Regions from separate parts of the Mus musculus genome. Here regions 1, 3, 4 and 5 are each linked to region 2. The links are chromatin contacts, called in public Hi-C and HiChIP or PLAC-seq maps. All regions are on one chromosome and are shown on one strand. The core of a region is the stretch at or near the end of the contact, and the rest is flanking DNA. Distances in the headings are between cores, read along the strand shown.

Region 1 (2,700 bases), core at 35-2,534, 360 kb after region 2:
GTCGGCAGCCCCTGTGGACTCCATGAGACTCAGTTGCTATGTCTCCCCTGAATTTTGGGTATTTTAAGGTTTTCTTCAGTCTTGCAAGTGGGATTAATGAGAAAAAGCTCATTTTTGCATCCCTTCGGTTTTGTCCTTGGGCCTGCAAGATTGACCTTGAAAATGGCAGGGTGTCTTGGGAACCCATCTCTGTGTTGGGAAGGTCTTTGATAAGAAGCTAGCTCTTTGCGCGACCGGCCAGGTCGCTCCAGGGACAGGCTTTTCTGCAGCCACTGCAGAAGCCTCGCCATGTTTTCTGCTGTGTCATCACCATAAGAGCTGTGTGGAAAGCTGTTCAGGGGCTCGGTGGATGAAAATAAGGGCGGATTTTCAGCCAACAAGGATGGAAAGAATGGTCATGTCCAACACAGTGCTCTGCGACATCTTGACATGTGAGCTGGGTCTTCCCAAGTGCTCTGTCATTCCAAGAATTCTACAGTATAGGGTAGGGGTGCCCCCAGTGAGACAGAACAGTAAGCCAATGGGAATACCAGCCACAGACCTGGGCCAGGAGAGTCTTAGGTGGCTGGGTCACGTGCATAAATTGTTCCCCGGGGTCTAGACTGGCAGGAGCCACAACCGGTTCCCAGCTACAGCCCAGGGTGGGTTTGGCAATTGTCCGGATTGAGGTGGTTCAGGCCGCCCACAAGCACAGACCAGGAGTCAGGAACCGAGGCTGCCCGCTGGGCTGGCCTGCAGAAGAGGGACGGGCCGGAACTGCAACCGCAGTGGCAGAGAGTGCGAGGGGGCGGCAGGTGCATAAGCAGAGAGGCGGAGCAGAGCTGGGCAGAGTCACTAGCGTCCTGGAGTGACCTTCCCCCACCTGGCCATGGCCTAGGGGAGGTGGACCTGCAGTAAACCCCGACCAGTACGAAGGGGTAAGACCAGTACGAAGGAGTTGAGGTCTCCGAGGTTCCCAGAGAGCGATGCAGGTGCAGGCCACAGCATTGGCGAGCGGGGGCCGGGAGGACGAGGAGGATTGTCCAGGCACAGCTCGGGGCAGAGAGAGGGCCAGCAGAGCTGCGGGAGCAGTACTCACCCGCCCCCAGTCCCTCTCCGCACCCCTGCTGCGGTGCCAGCCCCTTTAGCTTTGCCGGCTCCTTTGTGCGGGGCCCCGCGCCCGCCCCTTCGGGGGCTCAGGCCCCGCCTTCTCGGCGCTGGCGATTGGCTTGCCGTGCCGCCGGTAGGCGGAGCTACGGATGGTGGAGGCGCGGTATATAGTAAAGGTAGGGCGTGCGCCCTCAGCCAATTTCTCGGCTCCTGGCCTGCGCGCCCGTGTGCCGAGCCCGCGCTCCACTCCGCTCGCCCTTCCCGGTGACTTTCCCTCCTTGTCCCTGGTCCATCTCGCCAGAGGTCACAGCAAGCAGAGTGGTGCAGCTACAGCTTGAAGCAGCAGCTGCGGGGTTCGCTGAGCCCCCCGGAAGGCGATCGGAGTGCGGGGAAAGCCCGAGAGCGGCCGCGCGCCCACCTCTAGGTGCGGGGCTCGGAGCCGCCCAGCCCGCGCGCGCCCTCCTCCCTCGTCCCTCCTCCCTCCGCCCCCGCCGCACCTCCCCCTCCTCCCGCTCTGCCTAGGCTGCTCCGCGGCGCGCCTCGCACTCGGAGAGCCGCAGCGGCAGCGGCGCGTCTCGCTTTCGGAGACAGAGCCGGGCCGCGGGGACACCGAGCAGCCGCCGCGAGGACGCCCAGGGCGCGCGCCGCACTCGCCCTCCCTCGGCCTCGGCCGCCACTGCTGAGCAGACACCATGGCCCGCGGAAAAGCCAAGGAGGAAGGCAGCTGGAAGAAATTCATCTGGAACTCGGAGAAGAAGGAGTTTTTGGGCAGGACCGGTGGTAGTTGGTGTAAGTACGCGCTCCGCGGCTCTGCCGTCGGCGCCTTGGCTTTTCTTAGGAGGCGCGTCTGTACGCGAGCACTGCGGACAGTTCGGCGCCCGCGGGGCTGACCAGGGTGTTAGGGAGTGGGTGGTAGGAGCTGCTAGGAGCGTGCGGCCCTGGGCTTGGCATCCAGTGACAAATGTGGGGGGTCCCCAGGATGCGCCTCGGGTGGGGAGCTGGAGCTAGGGTTTTGGGTATGGTAGGGATCTTCGTTTCCTAAGCCTTTCCTCCTGGGAAATTCGGTCAGGTTCCAGGAGCCTATGTATGTACCCTCCCTTTCCATCTCCCAAGACCTTAGAAAAACGAGATTTGGGGCCGTGAGCAGAACTCACGAGCGTACCTGTTCTAATGCAGACGATGCTGCGATAGATAGCATCATTCTTCCAGTCTAGAAATGTATCTAGAATGGATAGGAACGGGGAGAAGAAATGCATCCACACTGCAGTCCTCACACATTGCAGTCATCACAGCCCAGAAATGGCCCAGTGAGCTCCATTCATGGCTCGTTTTTTAAGCCTTGGCTAGACATGGTGTTTTTAAGCTCTTCATGATACAAACGAAGAAACAGGTTATATTAGAGCATTTCATGCAGCCTGTTGCTTCCTTGGCTGGACTCCCCCTCATACCCCATTGAAAATTACATACCGTGTTTGTTTTTTACCTCCTTACACTGGAAAGGTACTAGGTTTTTTTTTTTAAGGTCATTTTGAAGGGCATAGTTGTAGACAAATCCATGAGTCGTGACTGCGGAAGGGAGGGAGGGAACTCCCCTCTGCTGCATCACTGCCC
Region 2 (2,700 bases), core at 112-2,611:
GGACCAAGGGCCTCTCCTCCCATTGATGACCAACAAGGCCATCCTCTGCTGCATAAGCAGCTGGAGCCATGAGTCCCTCCATGTATACTCTTTGGTTGGTGGTTTAGTCCCAGGGAGCTCTGGGGTTACTGGTTAGTTCATATTGTTGCTCCTCCTATGGGGCTGCAAACCCCTTAGCTCCTTGGGTCTTTTCTCTAGATCCTTCATTGGGGATATAAATATAAAGGTTGTGTGTCCTTTATCTGAGAACTGAATGATCAAAGACGGGGTAGAAACCCTCAATTGAGGTTAAATGTTTACTACAACAAAACCCAAATGGACTTACATTAAAAAATAAATATAAATAGACAGGGGCAAAGAAGCAGGTGTCTTGGTCCCTCCCAGAGAGCTGGGCATTGGCCAAATAGGACCACATGCCATGTCCTCTACAGTCACATTAGTGCCCTTGTCTGTGTCGACAGACTGAATTCTGGGAACCTGGGCTGTGAGAGGGAACATAAAATGTTAGTGTCTATCCTCTGTGGCATTTGGGGGTTTCTATTTCAAACGGTTCAGATATGTATCACCACACAGCGGAAGCACAGTTCTCAGGATGTCTGTGACTTAAATTAGAAGAGGAAAGTCCCTGAACTTTTTTCAAATTGCTGTTTTGGAAGGGAGCCTCGAGCTCTTGCTTCAAGCCCAGGGCTGGTCGGCAGTGGTCACATTTGTTTTGATTACTGTTGACAGTCATAAGCCTGGCTACCCTGAGCTGTACATCAACAAGGACAGTTTCACCTCCAACTTCTCCTTCCCTCCAAATAAAGCAAACACCCCCCCCTCCTTCACTTTGCCATTAGATGTCTGCTGTGTTGCTGCCTAACACTTGATCTGTATTCTTATTTTCTTCCTGTGATAAAGGTAAGTGGCTGTACACTATACACATAACATGGGATCTAGAAGTGGCTGGACCTTTCTGAATCAAGCTCACTCTTTTGAAGAGCATCACAGCTTCCATATCTCATGGTCTCCACGAGCACAAGGATGATATCACTAAATAAATCAATATAATAGCCATGGTTCAGAACTTCTCCTAAATCTGTGAAATATACATATTTTCTATCCTTTCACATTTAGTAACTAATTGGATAAAGAAATGAAGGATGTCTTCTAGAGTCCTGTGGATTGAAGTGGACTTGGCTGTGATTGACAGGTTTGCTTTGTTCTAAGTGGCTCAGGTTGGGTGAGCTGATACTCTGACAATCAGACACATCTTTGAAGTGTCTGCGTTTGAAGTCTGAACACAAAACGGAGTATCTCCTATATGCGCAAATAGATGCCAACATTATAAATAGGGGACAGTAACTGTGACAGCTGCTCCAGCTGAGGAAAGGGACAATTGATTCTGCGCAGGCTCAGGGGAGCTGTGGTTCTCCAGAATGAGTGTACACAGGGCAGGGTGGTGGCTGCTTGTGAAAAACAGGAGTACCCACATGCAGTGTGCCCTCTTAAACACTAACATCCAGATTCATTTTATCAAGATATAGGAGCTTCCATCTCTGCAATAATAGCTCCTATGCTAGCTCAGAGCCATCAGTGTGTACAGTTCCTCTTTTTATCAGGCCTCTGGGAAACATGCTACAGGAGACCAGCCAGCCAGGGCAGGCTGACAGACTCCCTGACGGAAGGCCTATGAGCTCATTCCTGACTTGGACACAGCATCACAGGAATGGTCTTGCCAAGAAACCTCATCTAGTGTTAAAATCAGAACAAAGGTGCCCGATTTCACAAAGATTTTCTTTGACTGGATTATTCACAGTGGAAGAGAAGAGACAAATGCTCTCTTTAACTGACTTTTGTTGTTGAGAACTAGGAATGTCCAGGAATTAAGCGAAGCTACTCTCTGCCTTATAAACTGGACATGATGGGGAAGTCAGGGGGGAAATGATGGAGAATGCTGAGTTTGAGTGTCACAGAAAGCCAGTGACAGTGAAAGGCAATGTAAAGGTCATTTAAACAAGTGACTGTGTCCAAGCAGATCATTCTACAAACCTACTGATCAGTCATAGATCCAGAGAAGGATCATTAGGCAAAACAATAAAGAAGCGAACACGTTCCTAAATTCAAACCCCTCGGTCCCAGGATGCATATGCGCAGCTTCCATCCAGCAGGCCGACTGACTGGGATGTGACCTGGAGGAGCTGGAGCTGTTTGAGGACAGTGGAAGAGGCAAAAGGTCTCCGTAGTCTTGTTTGCCGCCCTTTTGGTGACATGTGTTGGCTGTTAACAGACCATTGGACTACAAATTTGGATTCTTCCAGCTAAATAAATATGTGTTGCATTTACATACTCATCTAGTCCAGTGGGAACCGATTAGAAATGGCATGCCTGCATCGAGCAGGAATTTACTTTCTTGCCAGGTTTCAGTGATGTTGTGATATCCAGAGAGATATCACGCTGAAATCAGAACAGCACCTTGGCTCCCACCAAACAAATAAATCCCACATGCATCTGGGAGTTGGTGATGATTTTGTTTTTCTATCCCGGAATGATATTATTTCTGAGTCTCTAAATGCTCGAAAATACAGAGGTGCCAGACATTCACTTGACAGGCTTCTCATGCATGCTGCAGAGAGAATTTCAATGTAGAAGGGAAGGAGGCTGCATTGGAGCATGCCTGCAATCCCAGCACTCTCAGGATACAAAGACAGGAAATGTCTG
Region 3 (2,700 bases), core at 116-2,615, 450 kb after region 2:
AGTAAATTTTCCCCTACTTTAGAATTTCAGTTCTTAATAAAGGCATTCATTGCTGTGTTCATTTCTCCCATGTTCTTCTAAAATGTTCAACCCATTCACAAGCATACTTGTGTGTGTGTGCACCATACATTTTATGCTTTACTTAATTTCCATATATGAGTTGTTAATAAAAATAAACCTATGGTACAGGGTATGGCATCCATGTGAAGTTTAATAAATAGTTTTGGAGCTAACTACCAGCGACATCCCAAGCCGGAGCTCTTGTTACAGGTCTCCAACAGTTAGCCTCCCCCCTTCGGAGGTGACTGCTTGGCTGTGGAAGGCTCACTCCTGTATGCTTTACCACCTACTCATTGTTATTTTTTATTGATACATAAGGTAAATGAAGACGGGAAAGAACAAGAAGAAAAGACAAGCTAAAGAAAAGGAATGGAGAAGAATGTAAAGAAGGCAAGAGCAAAAGGCAAGAGACTGGAGCAGAGGAAAACAAAAAGATTTCATGGGAAAATGCATAACTAACAGATAAGTATAAGAAGGGAATAAACCAAAAACATATACAAGCCTTTTTAAAAATTGGAAAGAGCCGGGCAGTGGTGGCACACGCCTTTAATCCCAGCACTTGTGAGGCAGAGGCAGGCAGATTTCTGAGTTCGAAGCTAGCCTGGTCTACAGAGTGAGTTCCAGAACAGCCAGGACTACACAGAGAAACCCTGACTCAAAAAAACAAAAACAATAACAAAATCGGAAAGATACAGTCAAAAAACTACTAAAGGTAGATAAGGAGACAAAAAAAAAAAAAAAAGGCTGATAGAAGATTGCTCAATAAAGAAAAAACAAAATTAGACAAGGGCATGGAGATTATGGAGATGACTAAAAAAGATGGATAGAAGACGGTATAAAATATAGTAAATATTAAAATAGTAAAATTAAGTAAAATGTTCCTAAAAGTACAACGGAAAGACCAGAAAGGAGTGCACAGTGTCTTCCTGTGCTTTCTGCTGCTCTGTGCTGAACTGTGCTGGTGACTGTCTGACATCCCCAAAGGCCTTCACTTTGCTAGTTGCTTAGCAGCGGCCTCTGCTGGTCACAGTTAGCTTTTCAGTCCCAGGGTTGGACTGACTGCCCCACCCTTCTGAGTCTACCAATTTGTAGCCCCTGAGGTGACTGTGAGGCAGGGGGTTGCTCCCAAGTATCATAATGTGAGGAATGCAGCCACAGGACTGAGGGCTGCACAAACTCCTGGGCATTAATCATCGTGGAGGACTGTGATGCAGATAACAAGCACACACACACCCCCACTCACACCCGGAGGTTCCCCGAGTTCTTCACCTCTCCATCAGTGAAGCCTACAATAGGCACTTGGCTCCAGAGACTGGTCTAGCCACAGACCTCAGGCTCAGAGTCATTCTCAGTGAATGAAGTCAGCTCCCGGTGCTAGAGGCGAGACTTTCGTTATACATGGCATTGTTTGGATGAGCAGCTTGAGATCTGCATTTCTGGGGCTTGTCAGCAAATCGTAGAATTAGATTGACACTTCTGAAAGCTATAGCTTGTCTTGAGGGCAAGACTCCAGGTAGTGTTCATCAGAGCTTCTTAGTCACACCACTGGTTTCTAACTAGAGCACTCAAAGACAAAGTCCAATGCACGTGTGCTCAGCAAGCCTGTGACTGCAGCGTGCCTTAGGAAGGTAAGTGCTAAAGAAAGTCACAGTCAAGTCCAAAAGTCAATATGGGAGGAACTACACAAACCTCTGAATATCAATGTGGTAGTTTCAAGGAAAATGGCCCCCACAGACTCATAGGGAGGGGCATTATTGGAGGTGTGACCTTGTTGGAGGAAGTGTATCACTGGGAGGTGGGCTTTGAGGTTTCAAAAGCTGAAGCCAGCCTAGTGGCTCACTGTCTCTTCCTGCTGCACTGCAGATCTAGATGTAGAACTCTTGACTACCTCTCTGTCACCATGTCTATATCTGTGCCACCATGTTTCCCCGCCATGATGATAAAAGACTAAACCTCTGTACCGCAAGCCAGCTCCAATGAAAAGTTTTCATTTGTAAGAGTTGCCATGGTCATGGTGTCTCTTCACAGCAATAAAACCCTAAGACAATCAAGAAACAATTCACTAGGGGCCACAAGTGCATCAACTGAGAGAGTGGTTCTGGTACCTTGACTGGGCAGAGTGAAACTTTTATCCTGCTCTCCTGCTCTTTTGTGGTCCCTCACAAAGAGCAGGAGAGCAGGAGAGCTGACCTTAACCCTGCTGGCGGCAGCATTGGGTGGGCTAGCTGGGGCAGTGCTGGAGAGCTTGCTCAGCTCTCTAATATACTTCTAGGCCCAGATCCAGGGGTCTGAGTTGGCCCACCCTAAATTCTACACCATCTGTGAACTGTTGGAGAGCACGAGAGGGCCAGTCCTGCAATTCCAAAGCAGAAGACTTGCCATGACATAGGAGGGCAACAACAGGATAACTGGGACGAGTCCCGGATCCAGTACCAATGGTGTGGCAGAAGCCAGAGGCCTCGGACCAGACCAATGACTCATTGCAGCGAACATTTCCAAGTGAAGATGTGTGGACAGAGGGAAATACTGTGGGACATGCTACAGCTTTGATGATGAGATGTTTTCTACACTTTAATTTTGTCGTCATTGTTGTTTTGTTTCTATTATCTTTTAGGGGTGGGGCTTGCAAGGGTGAAGAGT
Region 4 (2,700 bases), core at 144-2,643, 510 kb after region 2:
AAATCAGCATACACCACACACACACACACACACACACACCAGATCAAATGCTAACTAACTTCATGCCACAAATGGTTACAATAGATGGGAGCAAGAGAAATCAAGAGCAAAACAGATGAACGGTCACTTCCACACTTCCTTCGTTAAAGTAGAAATACGAGGCTACAGAATAGGTAAAATCATTGATTATTTGGAATCCAATACTGAATACATTGCCTCTTAGATTCTGTCAAGTGCCTAGAAAGGAGAAAAGAGGGAGGAAAGAGATTGGGTCTGTGAAGTAAAGGTTTGAAAAGGTCTCTTTGGTACCAAAGGACCAGATTGGTTAACAAAAAGGACTGCTGAACGTCAGTCAATGAGAAAGCCTCATTGTGCAGATGCCTCTTGCTAAGTCACAGCTACACCCACCTGAAGGCAACATTTTGCTCTGTCCCGTCCACCACGCACAAGTGCAGAGATGACTAAAGATGAGTTAACTAGAACTCTGTGCACTAGAGCAATGGGTACATTAAAACCATCTAAAGGCTTATTAAAACGCAAAGTATCAAGCCCCATTCCTATTCAGTCATAATTTATGGTGGTGTTGGTGAATGCTAGAACTCTCCAAGTAATCCTGAAAAACATACCTGCTAAAACACAGTGATCTGGAAAGTATGAAATGAACTAGACGCTGAGCCAGCAGACAGCTATTACTAAGCGGTCCTGGTAGGAGATGCAAGGTAGAACTCCACCGCTTGGGAGAACTGACTCCAGCACTCAGGGAGATTCAGATCCAAGTTAGTGTTGAGACAGCACCACGTCGATAAGGGTCTGCAAGCTTGAAAAACGAAAAAGATAAACAATGCAAGCTTATAAACGGTTTATTCGAAATAATTCTCATCGGGTTTTCTTAGATTCCATATCACCCCCATTTACTTTCTGTTACATTGCTCTAGCTTGAGGTCTTAGTGGCGCTAAAATGGAAATTAGGGTGCTGCAAGAAAAGGGGTGCGCAGAGGCAGAAGGAACTGCTCCTAGCGAGGTAAGAGGTGATGAAAGGCGGGGTGCCCAATCGCCCAAAGACTTGGATGTTCCGTAACCAGGGTCTCGGAGCCTTTCATAGGGCCTCCCTATAACACTTACCATAGTTTGTAGATCTCAGCACAGGAAATAGATTCCTGTACACAGGAAGACTACACCACCACCAATGATCCGGTTACTCTGGCAACGCAAGCCCCGCCTTCCTCCAGCCACTGCTTCGAAGACGCCGCCTCGAAGCTGCTTCGTCTCCATTGGCTGGGAGTAATTAGGCCCCGCCCATTCACTCAAAGATCCACCCTTTGCCTCATCGCCTGGGGCAACGCGACGCCACCTTCTCCGTTCCAACGCGTTCACTTCCGTCTGGCTGGTAGTGACCCGGAAGTTTAAGCGTCCATACCGCTTGCATTATCTATTGGTACTTTTTTTTTAAGTAGATATCTTCCAGTTTTCGCTTTCCGAGCCGATACATAGTAGACCCTGTCTCTCTTCATTTTACACACAGCACGAAGTGTCAGTTGGTCCTTGTCCTTCAGAAGAGCATTCCGGAAATGAAACCCTGTGTAATAGGAAGTGATTAGAGTGAGCGAGGCGCTGCGTGTCAGGGAGGCTTGGGCGGGTTGGCTTCCGAGTGCCAGGGGAGTTTACAAGTCAGCCGGCTGCTGAGCGAGTGAAGAGCCTGAGCGGTGGACATTGAAGTAAGGATATCACAGGTAAGTCCTGGAGCCGGCCCGTGTGCCGGACGCGGTGGGAAGAGGATGGTCTGGGCTGGAGTTCGGCAGCCATTGGTTTGGGATTTAAAGGTTGTTCTGGGAAGAGGCTCCTCCTGACAGGGACAAACTTGGGCTCATACTCCTGGGGAATGAGGCTGACAGGCTTAATTTTTCCACCTCCTCTCCTTTTAAACTCGGCACCCATGCCTCCCCACACCTTCACCCGGTGTTTCTTAGACAAGGACACTTGCTCATCGGCATCGCATGGTCCCAGCGAAGTTTCTGACTTTAAAGTCTCTGTTTGCCATTGGATAGAGTTTCAGGATGCATTCCCAGGGCAAGGATTTGTGATGTTCAGGAAGTTAGACCGGGTACTGAATCGTATACATCTAGGAACAGTCAGCTTTTAGGACGTGTGGTCACCTATTCTACAGTCTAGACTCCAGAGACCACTTAAACCTATGCCTGGGTTTTCATTATTTAACAGGTATACATTACAGCCCGTCAAAAGGAAATAATGAAGAACGTGGGTACTAAAGACAGAAACAATTAAAAAATAACTTTTAAAGTAGATGCATTCTCTGAATATATTGTTATTGCTTTAATTCTTTCGTATGTATACATCTCTAGGTCTTCGGTGAAAGTCTTGGATTGTATTCTCATTAGTTATGGAAAAAATGACTACCCTTAAAAGTTCGGAAAACAAAGGTAAGTGTTTTTGTTTTGATAATAATTGATTTGGTTTTTTGTTTGATTGGTTGCTTTTTTGGTTTGGGGGGGAGGGTTGTGTTTTGGGTTTATTTTGGAGTAGGAGGGCGTTATTTGAGACAGGGTTTCTCTGGGTTGCCTTGGCTGCCCTAGAACTCATTGGCCTTGAACTCAGAGAGCTCCCCCTTGATTATCTAGTAAGGCAGGTAATACAACTGTTCGTTTTATTTTTACTACACTGTAACTATTGTTAGTGAAAACA
Region 5 (2,700 bases), core at 2-2,501, 260 kb before region 2:
GCAAGTGGCGTGTGGTCATCACACTGTGACCCTCAAGGACTTTGTTTATCCAGAGAGCTCTTGGGCTAGTAGGTCTCAAAGCACTTGAGCACCAGTGTTCGAGTCCTAGGTGCATTCAGCAAAATGATTTCAAGCAAGTCATTGGGCTTTTTGTTTTCTGTTTTCGACATCTAAAATATGTGGCAGATGATATCTGCCCAGCCGGCAAACAGGACTGTAGGGAGGCTCACATGAGTACGTCAATACCTTGGCTTTAGATGGAGGTGCTTGGAAAATACAGGGCACATAAAAACCGCTTCAGGCTGACATGTCATCCAGGCTGTTTGAAGGAGGAGCAATGTGCTTTTGGAAATGCCACCTACAGGGATACAGTGGCACATGAGATATCAGGAAGTGGAGAAGAGTTCTGGTCCAGAATGGCAGCTGAGGCTACCATCCATATGCTATATAACTGTTCTTAGTCTCATTTTCTTCATCTGTAAAATGGGAATTATAAAATCATTGATGTGATGAGAACATGTATGGAATGTGCGTGTCCTGACTGATAACGGCATACGAAGGACGTGGCGCTTCTTTCATTTTTGTGCTACCAGCTGACCATGTATATATGAAACTCAGATCTGTTCTTTTGGGAGGGGGCAGGTTACAAGACTGAATGATAGAAAACACAAAAGTTATGGCAATTTCTGACTTTGTCGTATTATATAGCTACTGCCATATCTGTAGTGTAGAAGTGACCTTAGAAATGGATTTACCTCATTCAGAGGGAGGTTTAAAAACAAAACAAAACAAAACAAAATGCAGTCATCTGTCCACTTGTTGCTCAACAAACTTCTGATTATTTAATATGTGCAGGCTGATGAGGTAGGCCAGAAGATAAGGATACCTGATGTATAGGAAAAATGACGGTCCTCATTTGCTTTCGTGGGGAAAACACACAAATAATTACATTCACATATTTGATGCAGTCACAAATGCCAAGGGTGAGGTGGGGGAGGAGATAAAACAGGCACAGGAATGATGCGTGGACCATTGAGCACCATCTTCTGCTCTGAATCTGAGAGCACAGGCTGAAGGGCACTGGACCGACCTCTGGGGCTGCTTCACATCCAGACATCCATTTCTGCTCAGAGAAATGTAACAAAGATGGCTATATATCTACCCTGGCAAACTGGAGGTGGTGAGGTCTGGTAGCTGCAGTCCCTGGGCTTGTCACTAGGATAACAGGTGACAGTCCCCTCCTCTGCCTGTTCCTGCCCCTCCTTGGCTGCCTCTCTGTGGTTAGGATGGAGACTGCAGAGATGGAGACAGCTGGATATGCATAAAGTCTGGCTCAGAACATTTAAAATGCAGACCTCGTTTGGCAGGGATTTCTGTGACTCGGGTCTATTATCTTCACAGCTCACGGCTTCATGGGACATTTGTGCAGATGAAATTGATCAGCAGCAGAAGGAAAATAGCTGTTGCCTAGGCAACCAGCTGATGACTCATTGGGCTTTGAGGCAGCTAAAGCCCTGAGACTGCAGTAATTTTCCAGATGCTTAACCTTCCCTCCCCACTCTTCTGCTCTTGCTCTCCACCCATCATTGCTTTCTCTGCATCTCCTCCCCAAGTTCCCTTCACACTGGAGGCTGCCCACCTGGACCTGGTCCCCTTACAGATATTGCAGGTCCCATTTCTCCACCCATCTACGGCTTGATGCACCCGTGATGGTGTCTAGCAGTGGCCAGGCTGCAAACAGTTTGAGGTCACAGAGCTCCTAAGAAGCCACAGTTTGTTCTTGGTGTTTTGGTCATGAGCCTAGCCTTTATAAGACTGAGCCATCTCTCCAGCCAGGCCACTGTTTGCTTTTTTTTTCATCAGAAAGCCCTCCAGCCAGGCAGTTCCTTGGCTTCTCTGCTACTGTAGCCTGAACCAATTCAATTTGTCTCAGTGATCTGCAATGTGTTTCTCCAGAGGCAGTTGCCCCCGAAGACTCTACACAAAACCAGGGAAATGGTGTTTAGAGCTCATCTTCCATGTGTGCGCTTCTCCCCTTCAGGGTTTCTACTCCCCCTGTCCTGTCTTTTTCTCTACCCTTGAGCTAGAGTCTGATTTTCCAGACCCTTCTTAGTTATCTATCCTAATCCTCTTCAAATATAGTGACAGATGCTTGCTTAAGTATTCCCCTTCCTAAGGCATTTAAATTTTAATAAAAGTTTTTCAGAGGCAAATTATTTAAAGACTCCCCAAGGAAAAATATTCTAAATGGCCCTTTGGATACAGGTTTAAGGAAAGGACTTGGGTAGCAGGCACATTGAGAGAGGACGCTTTCCACTGTTTTGTAATACTTAGGTTACTTCTGACTTTGATTTAGAAACTTTATATTGAACATCAGTTGGTGCCTCACTTTTGTGTCCCACTCTTGTCTCTGCATATGTACTCCAGCCCCACACATGCATGTAAAAACGTATGTACATACACATATACATTCATACATACATGCATGCACACAAACAGACACACACCCACACCACACTACTAGCAGTGAGTAAAAAAAACAATCCTCCCTCCGTGGCTGTGGTCTGAAAAAAGCCCTTATTTCTTGTATGTCCACTGACTTTTCCCTGTTGGATGGGTGGCAAGCATCTACCACCGGCTGAGCACAGTGAGACTGGGATACCTACATGCTCTGCTTGGATGGTAAGACCCTGGGCTGCC

The links. A called contact is a pair of places that touch in the nucleus more often than the background predicts. HiChIP or PLAC-seq counts read pairs in DNA pulled down with a chosen protein or histone mark.
Region 1: an H3K4me3 HiChIP or PLAC-seq map of forebrain shows a contact between it and region 2, with 6 times the contacts expected there. The contact joins the promoter of Atp1b1 here to the enhancer-like site in region 2. A contact is called at or near these places in 11 of 39 promoter capture datasets (the 3T3-L1 cell line, the C10 cell line, cranial neural crest and 7 more), 2 of 484 Hi-C or Micro-C datasets (cerebellum and muscle stem cells), 17 of 115 datasets of contacts at active chromatin or transcription factors (the 230-238 cell line, SST interneurons, craniofacial prominence and 13 more) and 2 of 9 other capture datasets (adipose tissue and liver).
Region 3: a contact with region 2 is called in an H3K27ac HiChIP or PLAC-seq map of heart atrium, with 7 times the contacts expected there. The contact joins two enhancer-like sites. A contact is called at or near these places in 1 of 15 datasets of contacts at CTCF or cohesin (the NIH/3T3 cell line), 3 of 484 Hi-C or Micro-C datasets (B cells, CD4 T cells and ventricular fibroblasts), 6 of 115 datasets of contacts at active chromatin or transcription factors (embryonic stem cells, epiblast stem cells, heart atrium and 1 more) and 1 of 9 other capture datasets (embryonic stem cells).
Region 4: a Hi-C map of muscle stem cells shows a contact between it and region 2, with 1.9 times the contacts expected there. The contact joins the promoter of Blzf1 here to the enhancer-like site in region 2. A contact is called at or near these places in 15 of 39 promoter capture datasets (the 3T3-L1 cell line, 3T3-L1-derived adipocytes, the C10 cell line and 9 more), 1 of 484 Hi-C or Micro-C datasets (muscle stem cells), 2 of 115 datasets of contacts at active chromatin or transcription factors (large pre-B cells and thymic regulatory T cells) and 1 of 9 other capture datasets (adipose tissue).
Region 5: an H3K27ac HiChIP or PLAC-seq map of regulatory T cells shows a contact between it and region 2, with 4 times the contacts expected there. The contact joins two enhancer-like sites. A contact is called at or near these places in 1 of 39 promoter capture datasets (embryonic stem cells), 2 of 115 datasets of contacts at active chromatin or transcription factors (pancreatic cancer cells and regulatory T cells) and 1 of 9 other capture datasets (embryonic stem cells).

What each region holds. Positions count from the first base shown.
Region 1 is chr1:164,456,939-164,459,638 of GRCm38.p6, reverse strand. Atp1b1 (ATPase, Na+/K+ transporting, beta 1 polypeptide) reads left to right here and starts at 1,284. Exons shown (of 6, transcript NM_009721.6): 1 at 1,284-1,878. The coding sequence starts at 1,782. Gm32391 (predicted gene, 32391) reads right to left here and starts at 1,116. Exons shown (of 4, transcript NR_168343.1): 1 at 1-1,116.
Region 2 is chr1:164,813,407-164,816,106 of GRCm38.p6, reverse strand. All of the region lies in intron 2 of Dpt (dermatopontin), which reads right to left. Among named protein-coding and RNA genes, the nearest start is that of Gm32569, 9.8 kb to the right of the region's middle. Within about 2 kb of position 1,361, at least 89 of the 459 cell types and tissues checked have an H3K27ac peak or open chromatin away from gene starts, as enhancers often do. A contact at or near this core is called in the 230-238 cell line, 3T3-L1-derived adipocytes, adipose tissue and 11 more, where this site is marked.
Region 3 is chr1:164,365,291-164,367,990 of GRCm38.p6, reverse strand. All of the region lies in intron 9 of Nme7 (NME/NM23 family member 7), which reads right to left. Among named protein-coding and RNA genes, the nearest start is that of Gm39690, 52 kb to the left of the region's middle. Within about 2 kb of position 1,365, at least 27 of the 459 cell types and tissues checked have an H3K27ac peak or open chromatin away from gene starts, as enhancers often do. A contact at or near this core is called in heart atrium, where this site is marked.
Region 4 is chr1:164,306,177-164,308,876 of GRCm38.p6, reverse strand. It overlaps Blzf1 (basic leucine zipper nuclear factor 1), which reads left to right and starts at 1,393. Exons shown (of 7, transcript NM_001160209.1): 1 at 1,393-1,730; 2 at 2,361-2,438. The coding sequence starts at 2,399. Nme7 (NME/NM23 family member 7) reads right to left here and starts at 1,205. Exons shown (of 14, transcript NM_138314.4): 1 at 1,123-1,205; 2 at 627-817.
Region 5 is chr1:165,074,557-165,077,256 of GRCm38.p6, reverse strand. The region is part of intron 1 of 4930568G15Rik (RIKEN cDNA 4930568G15 gene); the gene reads left to right. Among named protein-coding and RNA genes, the nearest start is that of Gm51669, 15 kb to the right of the region's middle. Within about 2 kb of position 1,251, at least 121 of the 459 cell types and tissues checked have an H3K27ac peak or open chromatin away from gene starts, as enhancers often do. A contact at or near this core is called in regulatory T cells, where this site is marked.